Linked DNA regions of Drosophila melanogaster: region 2 is linked to region 1. A link is a contact called in public Hi-C data. All regions are on one chromosome and are shown on one strand. The core of a region is the stretch at or near the end of the contact, and the rest is flanking DNA. Distances in the headings are between cores, read along the strand shown.

Region 1 (7,608 bases), core at 1,489-3,988:
TTTACATGATGATGATGGCGGTGATCAGCCACGGATCTTGGACACACATCGCAAGGCCCGCATGACGCATAAATTTCGGCTGCTTACAGCCGATCGCCAATCCAGCCAGATGAGGTACACAAAAAACTACACCAGCTAATGGGTTCACGGCATTCCGGTGGCGCATGCGAGAGGAGCAAGAAGAGCGGTGGGGAGCGGAGAGAAGAGGAGGAGCGGAGTTTCGGCCAGGTTCACATTCACAGCCAGGTTGTGGCCAACGTCCAACGTCATCGGCAATATGTTGACGATGCTGCTACCTCGGCTACGCTGCGCCTTCTACCTGGCTTACGCAGCGAGAGAGCCAGGCATCTTTTACCATCCAACCTCCAGCTCCAGAACAAGCCGAAGAAGCCGTTTTGCTGTTAACGAGGCCTAAACGGCTTCGCTCTGGCTCAGGTGAAATTCAAAATGAGAAAGAGCGATAGGGAGAGAGAGAGAGAGAGAGAGAGAGAGAGGGATTCCCAGAGAGATTCTCCATTTTGGAACCGGAACCAGTAGAGAAGCAATGGTGCTATGGTAGAGACCTCGGAGAACAAGATCTATGGGTATCGGTCTCTGGGGAATGGTATGTTTGGTTCTCTGGCCATATAGAGATATATAGGTTTGTGTGGGGTTCGAGCCACCTCTGTTACGCCGGGAGCCGTGGCTCTGAGTTGACGTGACCAAATGAAGCACTGCGACTCGAAAATGTATCTCATGGATACGAATATGAGAGGAGCGCGTGCGCGGCTGCGTGGACCCGCAAAAATACAAACGGTAGCCCTGCTGGTAATGAACACTTTAAGTCGCTTTTAATTAAGTGCCTGACCCAAAGCTCAACAGGTGAAGGTAAAGGGAAGCAGCCAAATGTATTACCCAAAAATGCCAACCGCTGCTTTGCTTATCTGAACAAATTATTTTTTAATTAAGCCTCGCCTAAAGTGTTGGAAATCTATGAAGATATGACACAACAAAAAAAAAAAGGCTGAGGAGAAACGAGAAGACACAACAAGATGGAGAACCAGACGATACAGAAAAATTTAATTATTTACACTTCGATAAGCAGGGCTGTCAACCACAAACAAAAGCAATAGCGACAACGCGTTCGATGGCATTGTATCTATGGGTTTGGTCTCACCAGCGGCCCAGATACACGGCGTATCACAATCACACATGCCATATATTTCGTATTTAATGTCTTTATAAAAGGTGTAGCTGGCAGATACATTTCTGGCGAGAGGCGACAGGCCACAGGCAAGAGGCCAGGCCAGGGAGCATTGGGATAAGGGCATGGTAACCCGGCATCGGGAACCCTCAATAAACAAACAGTGCAACGCGCAGGGAGGCGAAGTGGAGCGCAGTGGTTCAGGACATGGAAACAGCAGCACCACCAGCAGCAGCAGCCATTTCGAAATGCCATTTCATTATGGCCAAGACCAAAGAACGCGGCGGGCCAAAGCCACCGAGCTGAGTCATTCCATCGGGCCAAGGAGTTGCAGGTTTCGGACTTGGAACTTGAAACTCGAAGGGGGGAGAATTTGGAGCCCAGATCCCAGGGAAATGGGAGGAATGCCTGGCAACAAGTTTGGCGTTGCTTGTCTAGCTCTCAGCATGCAAATGGATCTTCATTTCGGAACCCTATACACTGAGATCGCATCTGTGTGCGATCGGCCACGACGTGTATATGGGCCTGGAATATGACGACGAATAGTTCCTTAGACCCACTTGGCGGACCCTTCAGAGCGGCGTCTGTGCTGTCAGAGGACTCGCTGGATGTGGAAACAGCGATAAATTAAACGAACAGGCAGCTCCAAGTTCCGAGGAATTAATTGGAATGCACTTGGGGTCCACCTCATTAATTTTACTTACTTGAGTTTGGATTCGAGGTCCTATTAATTTAGAGGTGATTGATAGAAGGATAAATAATTGCATGGGCTAGCGATTGCATAAGAACTAAAAGTACGTATTATAGACTTCAAGTTTTCCAGTGCAGTATTGTTAAAGTTTAATAAACTTGTAGTACTAAATTCAATAAAAAGACTTTAAAATGCAATAAATTTTAAAATTGAATACTATACGTAATAAAATCACTTAAATAAGGAGAGAGACTTTGAGCAAACTCTTAGTACATCTACAGTTTTGTTTTCTTGAACTCTGCCCAAGTCTTAAATATATCTTTTGTTCTTAAACTCTTTTATTGGATGTTCCAGTTGTGGCCCATTGTGTTCCTAAATCTTTGTTTGCCCTTCGTCGACTTGAACTGCGACTGTTTAAGCTACCCTAACATACTCTAAAACCCAAATCTAGCTGATTAAGTTGTACGTCCCCCCTTCATCCAGAGACCAAACTAATCAATGGATTTACAGATTTCAAATCCAGATGTTATTGGGCCTCGTTCAAGTCGGTTCAAGATCGAGGGAAAATCTGAGAATCAAGCCATTTGAGCGAGAACTACCTAAGCGACCTGAGGTGGTTGGGTGGGTCCTCTGCACCTCGGCACCAAATACTTCTACAGGTAACAACACCGGGTCTCTCGGCTCAGGTAAGAGGCAATGCGCGAATGCAGCTTGAGCGTATTTACGAACTCGGAGCGGGAACCAGCTGGGATCGCTGGTTCCGCCGGAGAGGGAAAACCACCCAGATCGCAAGAGCGACTCTCTCGCGGCTCGGGAGGCATATATACAATGGATCGTTCTGTTTCGAGCTCGGGGACTTGGTTTTCAGTAGGTTTTTGAACGCCGCTGAGAGCAGCTGCACATTTTCGAGATACGGATACGGGTATGGGCACCATTGACTTGTCTGAAATCACAGCTCAGCACCACTGAGCAACCACCAAGCTGCACGCACACCACCATCGAATGCAGTTGCGAGTGCAATTCCAGCTGAGTCTGTCTGTGTCTGAGTGTATCTGTGTGTTTGTACTTGTGTATAATAGAAATCTCGCATTTGCAACAAAGTTAAAAACAAACAAAAAACAACTAAAAAACCAGCCAGAAATTATAAATACTGGGAGCGAAAACCCGTTTCCGAAGTGTCAAAGTGGCAGCAATAAATTTAAATGCGAGCGGAGAGCTCTGAAAAGCGGAGCTACTTCGACTCCAGCAGGAGCAAAAGAATCACTTAAGTGTGCGAAGGGGTCGTCGCAGTTCGGTTCTGGCCAACTGGCAGGTTGCTGTTGCCAATCTTGGTAGCAACACCTTCAGGAAAAAAGGAGAAAAAAAATGACACACCAAGGAAAACGACACAAAATGAGAGAGAACAGTGGCAACAACCGATCGGATCCGATCGCGACCGCTCAGCTCCGCTCCCAAAAAGAAAATACCTTAAAACCAGTTTCTTTTTTTGTCTTTTTCGAAAAAAAAAAGAGGGAAAAAAGAGTTATTGAAAGAAAAAAGGCCAGAATTGAAGTTGGGCCGAAATGAAGTGCTCTCCGCGTATCTGTGTGAGTGCCGTTCGTGGCGTTGTGTGCGTGGTAAGATTGAATGTTCAGTGCAGAAGCTGATGCATTTAAAAGGAGTAGCTGCCGTTGCGCAGATACAGATACTTTGCGACTTTAATTGCCGCTCGTATGCGTGCGACAGAGACGACTCTATGCGCCCTGCGTGCGGCGCAGTGTTGCTGTGTGCGTTTCGCTCTCGGAGTTACGGATTCCGATTCGGATTCGGAGTTATATACGATGCGATCTGTCGTGCCGAAATGAAATACAGCCAAAACACACACAATAGCCCGAAACACCAAAAAAAAAAAATTTGCATATAAACAAAAGAGCCGAGAAGAAAGCCAAGCAGAACCTGATCCACGGCGAGCCGAAATCCAAAAACCCAACTCGAAACCCAAAAAGCACCGACAAAAGACCAAAAAGTGGGAAAAGAAAACAAAACCCCTTTTGGGCATGGGGACAAAGTGAAATTTATGCGTGGGTTGACAAAAAGCTGTACCGGTTCTGAGAGCCGAGTTCTTGAGATGAACTTGTTCGCTATCTAGTACTTTTGGGGACAGCCCGGGGTTACCAGGCAAGGGCAGGGCATTCAACCTGGACCTGGAGCTTAGCGCAGATTAGATTAGATTGCACAACATACTCGCATTATTCAGTTAGAGAGAGAAATAGCTATGCTCCCGACAAACAATTCCGGCACTGCCCAAGCACTTACCTAATTGTAAGTGCGGCTTGTCGACGATAACGCCGAGAGACCCAGACAACCGATGGAATGGTTCGGTATGCTATATAGTATGGCATGGGAACATGGACTGGTACTGGAGCTCAGATTGGGAGTAGTGGGGAGGAAGTATGGTCGTGTATGGGTGGGTAAAGGGTGGTGAAATAATTTGGAATATGTCATGTCTGTCCTAGATAACGCACAAGGCAAACACACAGAACGCAATCAAGTGTGGCAAAAGAAATGAGGCAGATTGCAATGCACTCCACAATCAAGATAACTTGCTCCCAATCCAATGTCCAATAACAAAAGAAAAGTAAAACAGATTCGAATCAATAAACCGCATTGTTAATAATTGAGCGTAATTAGGAACTCTATGCCCATTTCTCACAGTGTCCCGCTGCTCAACTCGTTAATGCTCTCTTCTCCACTTGCAGTTAGCTTCGTTGCAGCAGCACACCAACCATCAACATGGCGGTCTTTGGCATGGTCTCGGCTGTGTCCGGCTTTATCAAGATACGCTATCTGCTGGACAAGGCGGTCATCGACAACATGGTTTTCCGCTGCCACTACAGGATCACGACGGCCATTCTGTTCACTTGTTGCATCATCGTCACCGCAAACAATCTGATCGGTAAGTTAGCACCTACTGAAAATTAGTGCAGCTATGCAAGTGTTTAGCACTTGAGTAGCCCAGTTTGTCAGTTTGCTTTTGCAATTGCTGCAATGCTGCTAATGCAGCACTAAATTCCAAGAAATACGATTCGACCCATTTGAATTTGAGCTCTTCGGAACGGAGGCATAAACGCGTGCAGAGCTTTCACAAATTGACCGCAACACGTTGATCGGATTTCAGCTAAAGCCATTTATTCGAATGACTCATTCCTCGGTCCCCACGGGTGGTGGTGGTGCTAGCCTGTGCCTCGCCAGAAATTGGCGTGAAAATCAATGTATATGGCTCAAGCTGGGCTCAGTGAATGGTGTCTTACATAATGGTACTTGTTATTAATATGATTTTACATTCCCACGCACTTTTAAGCGAGCTTTGTATTAAACTCGAAGCAATTATCTCTCTTCATTCGAAAAAGGGTGATAAGAAAAAGGCCTTGAATAAACAAATGATTAGCGTTATTAAAAATCAGAACTAGTAGACTAAGCACATTTCCAACAAATGGTTTTTAAACAACAAGGCAATTTAATTATGCTCAATCGTTTTTATTTTTTGTCATTGAAAACTTGCTGACTTTAAAACCCATTTTACGAGATTTTTATCTGATCTAGGCATCGCAAAGCCATCGCAGCTTCAATCCAAATATTTGTACATTAAAAGAAGTGCTCCAAAAGTGAACAACTGACAAAACCACAGTCAAATATTGACGGTTGGTTCTGGGAATTCCCCATCCAGCCCGCTCCACCTTCGTCTGCAGCTCCATTTGTATCCACTTTGTTTATCCAAAAGGGGGAGGAGTTATAGTAGGAACACGGGGGAGTCATAGTGAACGATAAAGTTGGGGCGCACCCAAAAAAAAAAGGCTGTCTATCTGTCCGTCCGTCCGTTCGTCCATCCAGCCGAATGTTGCAGGTTTACCTAGGCACGTCTGCAGCCATAATAAATGTAACCGTAGCATAGTCGTTACCGCACCCACAGCGTCGACAAATTGGGACCGTGGAGCCAGCTCCACCAGACCACCAGAGATTGCCCTAATGGCACTTGACGTTGACGAACGGCTGGCGAGAAGGTTTCTGGCGAGGAATGCGCTTGCGTTTCCCTTGATCTGAATTGCGACGAGGTCGAGTGCATATCTAAAAAATTATCTCTATCTCTGCGCTTGCAGGCGATCCCATAAGTTGCATCAACGACGGCGCCATTCCGATGCACGTAATCAACACCTTCTGCTGGATCACCTACACGTACACGATACCTGGCCAGCAGCATCGGCAAATCGGAACGGACGTGGCTGGTCCGGGATTGGGCAATGAGTACGGCCAGGAGAAGCGCTATCACAGCTACTATCAATGGGTGCCATTCGTGCTATTCTTCCAGGTGAGTGACGCTCGAAGTAATATATGTACGCAGTACTTAGGAAAGATTTACAATTTGAATTGTTTACATCGCTGTGGATTTATTTTGAAATCCATAGGAGTAGTACTTAATTGAATAATTTACCCCACGCTTTCTCAATTTACATGATGATGAGCAATCTTGCAATACGAAAAGTTCCATCTTGTCTGTAGATTAAGTGAACTTAATTGAAGTCTTAGTATGACTGTGGCCTATCACATGCTGTTCGCTTTAAACGTGACAAATGTGGTTTCATTAATTTATTGTAATTCCCGCTTCCGACCAAACTAATCTGTAAATTATTTCAGGGGCTCATGTTCTACGTGCCCCACTGGGTTTGGAAGAACATGGAAGACGGCAAGATCCGCATGATCACCGATGGACTGCGCGGCATGGTCAGTGTGCCGGATGACTATCGGCGTGATCGCCAGGACCGGATCCTCAAGTATTTCGTGAACAGTTTGAACACCCACAACGGCTACTCGTTCGCATACTTTTTCTGCGAACTGCTTAACTTTATCAACGTGATTGTGAATATCTTTATGGTGGATAAGTTTCTGGGCGGTGCTTTCATGTCCTACGGTACGGATGTGCTCAAGTTCTCCAACATGGATCAGGACAAGCGCTTCGATCCGATGATCGAGATCTTTCCCCGGCTCACCAAGTGCACGTTCCACAAGTTCGGTCCCAGTGGATCGGTCCAGAAACACGACACTCTCTGTGTGCTGGCACTGAATATCCTCAACGAGAAGATCTACATCTTCCTGTGGTAAGTAGTTGAGTGGGTTCTTACTCTTTGAGGGAATCTTTAACCTTTATTACTTTTCATAGGTTCTGGTTTATCATCTTGGCCACCATCTCCGGCGTGGCTGTGCTCTATTCACTGGTGGTTATCATGATGCCCACCACTCGGGAGACCATCATCAAGCGTTCTTATCGCTCGGCACAACGGAAGGAAATCGCCGGACTGGTTAGGCGTTTGGAGGTGGGTGCTCAACTAGAATACCATCCATACCTATTGTATATTAATCCGTTTTTGGTTTTTCTCAACAGATTGGTGACTTCCTGATCTTGCACTTCCTGAGCCAGAACCTCAGCACAAGATCGTACAGTGACATGCTGCAGCAGCTCTGCGGTCTGCTAGGAGCATCCCGAACACCATCCGCACCATCGACCCTTGAAATGAACCGCATCAGCCATCCGATTTATCCGCCCGTGGAGACCTTCGGCGGTGGCAAGGAGACGGAGACATGAGCCCGTGGCCAGGGTTTGGCTTCAAAACAATGATTTCAATGATTTCTCAATAATATTTGTAGGGGGGAGATAGAGAGAGTTGTGTGTCATGAGGTTAGGCATTTCCATTTCTACCAC
Region 2 (7,608 bases), core at 2,592-5,091, 420 kb before region 1:
GCTAGAAATTTTTAAGGCGGGGGCTTGTTATCTCAGCATACACTGCCAGCTATACAAGCTATGAGTTTATCATTCCATTGCTCCACTTCACTCTTTTGAGAATCCTTAAATATTCGTTTTTCAAAACTTAAGAGAATTTGATCCATTAATAAAATCATCGTATGAATCCTCTTGATCCCCGTATCACTTTCACTACAAATCCCCAATCTCTGAATTGACCCACCCTAACCCACATTATCAAATGGAGCCCCAAGGGAGCATCTATTCCGTAACGGTCAAAAAGAGTGAGATAGTGGCTCCAAAAGGAAGATACTATGCCACACACACACATACTGAGAATGCCATCCAGCTGCGCGGCAAAGTTTGTTGTCAACACAAATAAACATCATCATTACCATTGCTCATCGATATCTGGAGCCAAAAATGAACCATAAAAATAAACCAAATAAATAAAATCGCGCAAAACGAGCGCTTAGAATATTCCCACGCAAATTGAAGCCCCCTCCACCTCCTCCTTCCCCTCCTCCAGCGGCTTATGGTTTTTTGCCACATTGAAAATTAGGGAAACACAAGAAGAAGAAAGAGGCGGGTCTGGACCGAAGATCAGCCGAGATCTATAAACGCCGATTGGCAAATATTTAATACGCTGCGTAAACTTTAAACAACTTGACAATTTCACACTCGCCTGCGAAGCGAAACAGCAATTGGCAGGCCGTCTCTTTCTGCTGCTGGCGTTGTTTTATGATCTTCAAATATGCATGTCTCCATACCATGCCTATAGCATAGCACATATCCACCATCCATCCCATCTGATCCCAACTCCATCTCCATCTCCGTCTCCCTCGTCGACTTGTTGGCTTTGTTGAGCCCTTGGACTGTCTGCCTGTCCGTCCATTTGTCCGCATGTCCGCCTGAATATCTGGATTCCCTCCGCGTCTCTGGATTTTGTATGTTCTACAACAAAGTAACAGGCAGCGACAGCAGCACCGCCACCAACAATAACAACCAAGGCAAATATATAACGAGACGGTTATGCAAAAAAAAATCTTAAATAAATAAGGGCCAGTCTCGAACCTTCGAATACCCTTTCATACCTATTATGAAACTTAATTAATAAAAAATCAAAAATATATAAAAATGGTTTTTAGAGCTCCTGAAATGTTTAAAGGGTACTTTAGGTTCTTATACGATCTTCCCACTGTAGAATGAAGATTCGTATTTTAAAAACCAGCTGATTAGCTGAAGTTCTCTCTTAAAACTGTTTCATATTGTATATATTATATAATAATATATATATATTATAGTATATAGATTATAGAGTATACCCTTTCCTAGGGTATGCTAAGTGCACAGATCTCTGTTTGTATTGAGTGCTCCATAATCGAGCAGTCTCCCTGCCAAAGTTCATTTTTCCTGGCTCCAAGCTTTGCTCCTCTTTTTCAGCTCCTTTTTTTCCGCGAGATATATATTTTCATAATTTTTTGCATATTCAAAATAACTTTGGCACAATATGACAGACGGCGCTCGGCGTTTCCGTTTGTCAGCTGGTTTCTGGGTTTCTGCGGTCCCAGATTCCGAGTTCTGGGCTCTGGTGTCTGGAGTTCGTGTAGCTTCAAGTGCCAACAGGCTGGAGAGAAGATGCTGTCGCTGCTTGGGGTACAAAATTCCGGGCCAGGCAAGCATTCGCAGAAAATGTGGAAACAAACAATTGTTTTAACTGGAAGAAGGCGTGCAAAATGCGTCAAACGCTCTTCACACTTGGCCTAGGCGCTAGTATCTGGGTCCTCGTCCCTCGTCTTCGCAGATTTGCCCGATCTTTCCCAGACTCTTCGCACTTCGCCGTACCAGTTCGAGTTCAAGTTTTGTGTTTTCAGTTTCATTCATGGTTCTGTTTATTTTCGTAAGGCGTGAAGTTAGTGCCCAACGAACTCGGGATGCTTGGGTGGCCACAGGGAATGTGTTTCCGATAAGTCTGGTATTAGTCACTTCGAATAACGGCAAAATGTTCCAGGGAATAGGCAAATTGTTATCATTATTCTAGCTTTACTAGGAAATACGGAAGTAAAAAACCATATCAAATGATTTTCCATATAAGCAATGCGGATGTGAATGCCTTGAGCCCTAATAATCAAACTTCTTCACAACTTGACTAATAATCCATAGAATATCATGTAACCATCTTTCCAAATAAACCAATTAGCACTTCCCACCGAGATCAAAGGTCCATCCCCACGAGATCTCACTCTCTCTCGATCTTGCGTCTCCTTTTTCGCAATGCAATTGCGAGTGCACTTTGTATCTGGAACTGCATCCATCCTACACGTTCCATGCAGTCCATCCATCTGTGTCGTTAAGTACACTCAAAAGTCACGAAGCATTAAAGATGCAAACAAGCTGAATGAACGCCGACCACAGGCACAAAATACATAAATACAAAGTGACCACAGTTTGTTTTCATTTAAATTGAAATTGAAGTCCGGCCCCACAACTACAACTCCAACTCGAATACCTCAAGCCCCATCTCGATCCGTGGACCCCAGGCTGTGGGCTTTAGGCTCCAGGCTCCAGACTCCAGACTCATCGCAAACACAAATAAAGGCACCGACTCCGAACTCAATATGAAACTCCAACTGCGATGCAGATGATTTTCATTGTTTTGCTTCGCTGTAATTCTCGCGCTTTGAAAATTGCATTACAAACAAAGGCAAAAAATCAAGAAGAAGTCGGACAAAAAAGAACCAGAGCAAGTCTCCTTCTCTGGGGATTCTCCGCTGGATTCTCCTCTACGTTCTCCCCTGGCCAAATGACAAAGATGCTGGGGGACACAAGAGCGTGTTGCAAAAACTCACAACATGCCACGCACTCCGCTTCCCCGATGCTTCCCCAGTAGATCCCCTCCTACAAAAAGATCATCAGGTTCTCAACTTTAACTGCCCAAGTCGAAGAGCTAATAGTCTCGTAAGCATATTCATTGAAGATGTTTATGTCCTGAGTTTAACTCAGAATAAAGAATTAATATAATTTAAATGCTACTTTTTTATCAAATCGTAAAATATAGTAGAAGCATAAGTATTTAAATAAAACAAACATTCTACTTAGCTTTGCTAACTTTCAGATAGGGTATAAAGAGCTTTTCTCTGTCCAAGTCAAAGTGCGTCTCGCACCAAATCGCGCGGTTGTTGATGATGTCGTTTCCCGTCCGATAATCATGCCAATGATGAGCTCAAGTCGATTCTCGACTGGCGGTAATGATGCTGCCCTCCAACCCCCCCTCCACCAATCTCCTCCAGCTCCAGGCGCTCTCTTTTTGCCCTGCTCTTCGATCCACATGCGAGCAGGCAACCCAGCCCAGCCCAGCCCAACCCAACCCATCCCATGCCATCTCATAATTATAATTACGCCCCGGCACCGACAGACGAAGGGCCACCACTTGGTGTGACGGGGTCTTCCTCTGGAATCCCCACCAGATAGCTTCCTCTCCTCTCCAGCTTGGCGAAGCGGTGGAATTCGCTTTGCAAATAACAAGCAATTGTCGTTGTCAATGTTCGTTTCCGTTTATCCTCGATGAGGAGTGAACAGGAGGCTTCTGCAGAGGCTTCGATTCAAGCCTCCGAAGTTGCGTGTTAGGCTCCGGGGCGATTCTGACAATACACTGAAAATAATCGTGAGTACTTTAACTACGCCAACGAATGTTGAAGTCCACAAGAAGTCATAGAGATCAACATGAAACCCATGGTAAGCTAATAACTCTCACTTATAGATGACTACACATTTACACGAAATTTATGACTATAAGGGATCCCCAACTTTTTCTCCCAGTGCATACACTTGCAGTGCGTTTTGTGAATGATTCGCTCACTTTGTGCCGCCAGTTATTTACTAATGAGAGCTAATTGAGTTTAAAATGCTACTAAAAGGATATACTTTCGGTTCTGGATCTGCTGATTTGAAGGGCCTACATTTGCGCAACTGGGTGGCTGTGGTGGTCTGGAGGACTATAACGGTAGCCCAACTGGAGCAGCAAATGCCGCACGCATTTCGGTAAATGAAATTTAACAAAAGTCAAGCCGCCCGAGAAGAACTACAATTACAAGCCACGAAGATTTGTGCAGCTGTCAGTCAATGGGAAGATGGCATATCGCCCCTCGATTCTCGATTCTTACGGGGATCTCGAAATAAGTGACTGTTGATGAGCATTGTGCAGCAGGATCGCCCCAATTTGCCGCAGTGCTGACAAACAGCTAGGAGCTGAAAACTCAAAACTGAGACGCCCCCTAAAATGATACCCACTATTTTTAGATACCCCAAATGGAGCAGAAGATGCAAGGAAACCACTTCCGGTTTGGCGCGTGCTCGAAACCGAAACAAAAACCGAGAACTTGAAGTGAAAATCAAACTAATTTCTGTTAATTACTGCAGTCAATGACCGCGACGAAAACTGGATACTTTCGGCGACTCTCCGGCTTTTCATAAATTATGAAACTTTAATGACGCCACTGACATTTATAGGCCCGCAGGCAAGTTGGCAAAATAGGTCAAGCCAAGCGATAAATGATGACGCAGCATCCCAAATGAAACCAATGAAAAAAGAAATGGATCTGGTTCAGCAGAACCCTGTGGATAATCCTCCTTACCCTTTCAATGACCAAGTAAATCACAAAGGAAAATAAAACTGTCCAAAGAAAGTGTCCACAAGAGGGGCAACAATCCCAAATAATACTTGTAAAAAAAAACACAAAGATCCGAACTGCGCCGAGCTGATTTCGAATGCAAACTTTCCTCCGAGGGGCCATTTGCTGGCATTGTATGCCTAATTGTGCAACTGGGCATTACTTGCCACTCTCTGCACGGTCATTAGCCGCATCCGTGACCCTACGGCGGACACTCAACCGGGATCGAGAGGTCCTTGCATCCTGCGATCCTCAGAGTCTTACGCACCAAGGATCGCGGGATGCTGCCCGCCGCACTTTCCCATCGCAGCTTTTCCACTTCCACCCTTTTATTTTCCGCGACCTCGGGCCATAAAATGTAGCAACTTTCTGTTTGGGTTTGGGATAGATGTTGGTCCAGTTTCTGGGTTGTTTTCGGGCGGAAAAAGGGGCATGTAAATTACGAGGTTTACCCCTGCCACTCAGCATCCCATTCGCTGATCATTTTGCTTAGCGCTCAAGCGGAGTAGAAAATGTTATGCTTAATTTTAAGTGCCCTTTTTGGGACGAAAAAGCGCTGGAAAAGAATGGAAAGTGTCTTAAGCTGCTTTATGGGAATTACACTCACCTCTGCGGATCTATGGATCCGCAGATGGCCCATGTCAGACCATAACCAGATGGGATCACAAAGGTCGTTACAGCTTTTCATTTGCGTTTTTTTTTTTCGGATGAAATGCCGCATAAAGCTGTCCGAAGGCGCGATGCTGCCATTGTGATCACAACTCCCTTTCCTTTGAAAGTAAACAGCGCGATAAAGGAAAACACTTTTGGTACACAAAACTGCACAAAAATAAGCTAGAGCATTAGAAACTCGAAATGGGTTTTTTTCTTCCTCGGTTACAAGTCAATTTGGTAGGGGACTACCCCCATCGGACACAATCATTCATTAGATCACGGAGCAGAACACAACTTTTATGGCCGTTTCCCATGTCTCAATTAGCTCGAAAGCCCTTGGAAATTGGACGAGCTCGAGGAGCCAACTACGATTGATCAATTAGAGGAACAGATGCCATTGATGATCTCACAATCAACCCACTTTCCCGCTCTCAATTCACTTGAAGGAGATCTTAATCGCCGAGCACTGAGCGAGAAGAAAGAGGAAAGAACAGCTCGCCCAGTCGAATTACACTAAATCATTGAGAAAACGAAACAAATTTAAATATCCAAAAATCTATTAAAAATGCTCCAGCATAAATTTCAATTAATAACGCCTAGGCCAGTGGAAAACAGAGGGATCCGAGATCCCGGCGCGAAATGAGGCCACAAAAGAGTACGACGAACCCCATCGCATACGATACGAATTCATAGAAACACGATTAAAATCCCCTAAATGGCGGACACACAAGTGTTCTAAGCTTACCCCTGCACTGAGAGAAAATATGTTTAAAAAAATGTTTTGAAAACAAATAATTGTATAATAAAAGCAAGTTAAACGTTCCATATGCCTTAATACATCAAACATGATTGCTGATTCATTCTATAACTATAGATGTGTTCAAATGAACTGCAAGCTATGTTTTAGCTAAGAAAGGACCTTAATTTTTTCTAGTGCACTTTATGAAAGGTTTCGAGGGGAGCCGAAACTTTTTGTTTAAGAAACAAACACTTGAGAAATCCGATAGCCAAATGCTTGGCACTTCAGATTGTCGAGCTTGAAATATGTTTTTTTTTTTTTTTGGGCTCGGGATTGAATGGGGCTGGGCTGCTGCTCTACTTTCGCCCCCAGCTCATATCGATTATTTACGAGCTGCCGCAAATGGGTTATACGTCACGTAATGCGGCGACAAGCGTTTCCGACGACTAATCAACGGGGCTATTGTCCTATCTGAATCCAGCGCACTTTTTTCCACTTTCCCAGGATGTTGATCACGGCCACATGGTGGTAATTGCGTTTTAAGTAGCTCCATTGGCACAGGTGGCTCCACTCGGAGCGCAGAACGAAGCTGCAGGAAATGTATCCACTGGATGTAGAGCACTCTGCTTGGATGGATGGAGGATGGAGGGAAAACCCGTTTCACTTCAGCACCCGAATGCAAATGATCGCCGAATTAGTAATGCATTCGACAGGGGCAGGGCTCATAAAGTAGTCGGAAATATTCATTAATTTGCGCCGCCGTAGACAGGCGAATAGACGACGATTTTCCATATTCAAATTAGGTTTTCCAAACTACCGATTTTTCGCACTCCCATCGCCTGATAAGGGTCACATACGATCATTATGCAGCAGCTTTGTGCCAAGGCGTCAAGTAAAAAATGCATTTGCCAGCATCCCGCCGCCAGACCCTCCCAGAAAAACTAGCAGAAGGATCGCCGAGCGCCGAGGAGGGGGTTTACTTCGCACTGGGTACTGGCACTGGAAATGAAAAAAAAAAAAAAATTAAAGAAAAACATGAGCCCGACGCCTTTGACGGCCTGGCGTGTGAAATCTTTGGGTTTACTTAGAGCCACTCAGTGCAGGACTGGGTGAGCTGCGATGCTATTTCTGGCACAGCCAGTGGGGTGAGGATTTCTTTAGGTTTTTTTTCCTGCTCCTGGATCTGCCCGCCATTCGGCGAGGGGTGGCCCTGTGTGTGTGTGTGTGTGTGTGTGTGTGTGTGTGGTGTATGCCTGGCCTGGGTGAGTGACTGGCGCAAGGTTATTCCGAGTCGCCGATCCTCTGGATCTGGATCTGGATCTGGCTTCTAGCTTCTGGTTTCCTGCGCCCAACTCTTTGCTTTGCCAGCTTTTTCCATGTTTTCCCCTGTAGGATTGCAGCCTTTTGCTTGGCTGCATTCGCCGGTAACGGCAATTTGTACTTGCCACGGGTTTAGCCTTCTGCTTTTGGGTTGCTTTCTGTGGCAGGGTATCATTTCAATTACTATTCTGGTCTCTGCTGCACAATAAGCGGAAATCAGGGAAT

Evidence for each region. Hi-C and Micro-C count contacts between places; a contact is called where the count stands out from the background.
Region 2: a contact with region 1 is called in a Hi-C map of the S2 cell line, with 2.4 times the contacts expected there. A contact is called at or near these places in 6 of 107 Hi-C or Micro-C datasets (the Kc167 cell line, the ML-DmBG3-c2 cell line, the S2 cell line and 2 more).

Annotation. Positions count from the first base shown.
Region 1 is chr3R:28,854,344-28,861,951 of dm6, reverse strand. Inx3 (Innexin 3) reads left to right here and starts at 2,738. Exons shown (of 6, transcript NM_001276121.1): 1 at 2,738-2,796; 2 at 4,613-4,809; 3 at 6,011-6,219; 4 at 6,546-7,006; 5 at 7,069-7,222; 6 at 7,291-7,608. The coding sequence starts at 4,647. The coding sequence ends at 7,491. All of the region lies in intron 4 of spg (sponge), which reads right to left.
Region 2 is chr3R:29,273,341-29,280,948 of dm6, reverse strand. lncRNA:CR45568 (long non-coding RNA:CR45568) reads left to right here and starts at 3,841. Exons shown (of 1, transcript NR_125290.1): 1 at 3,841-4,573.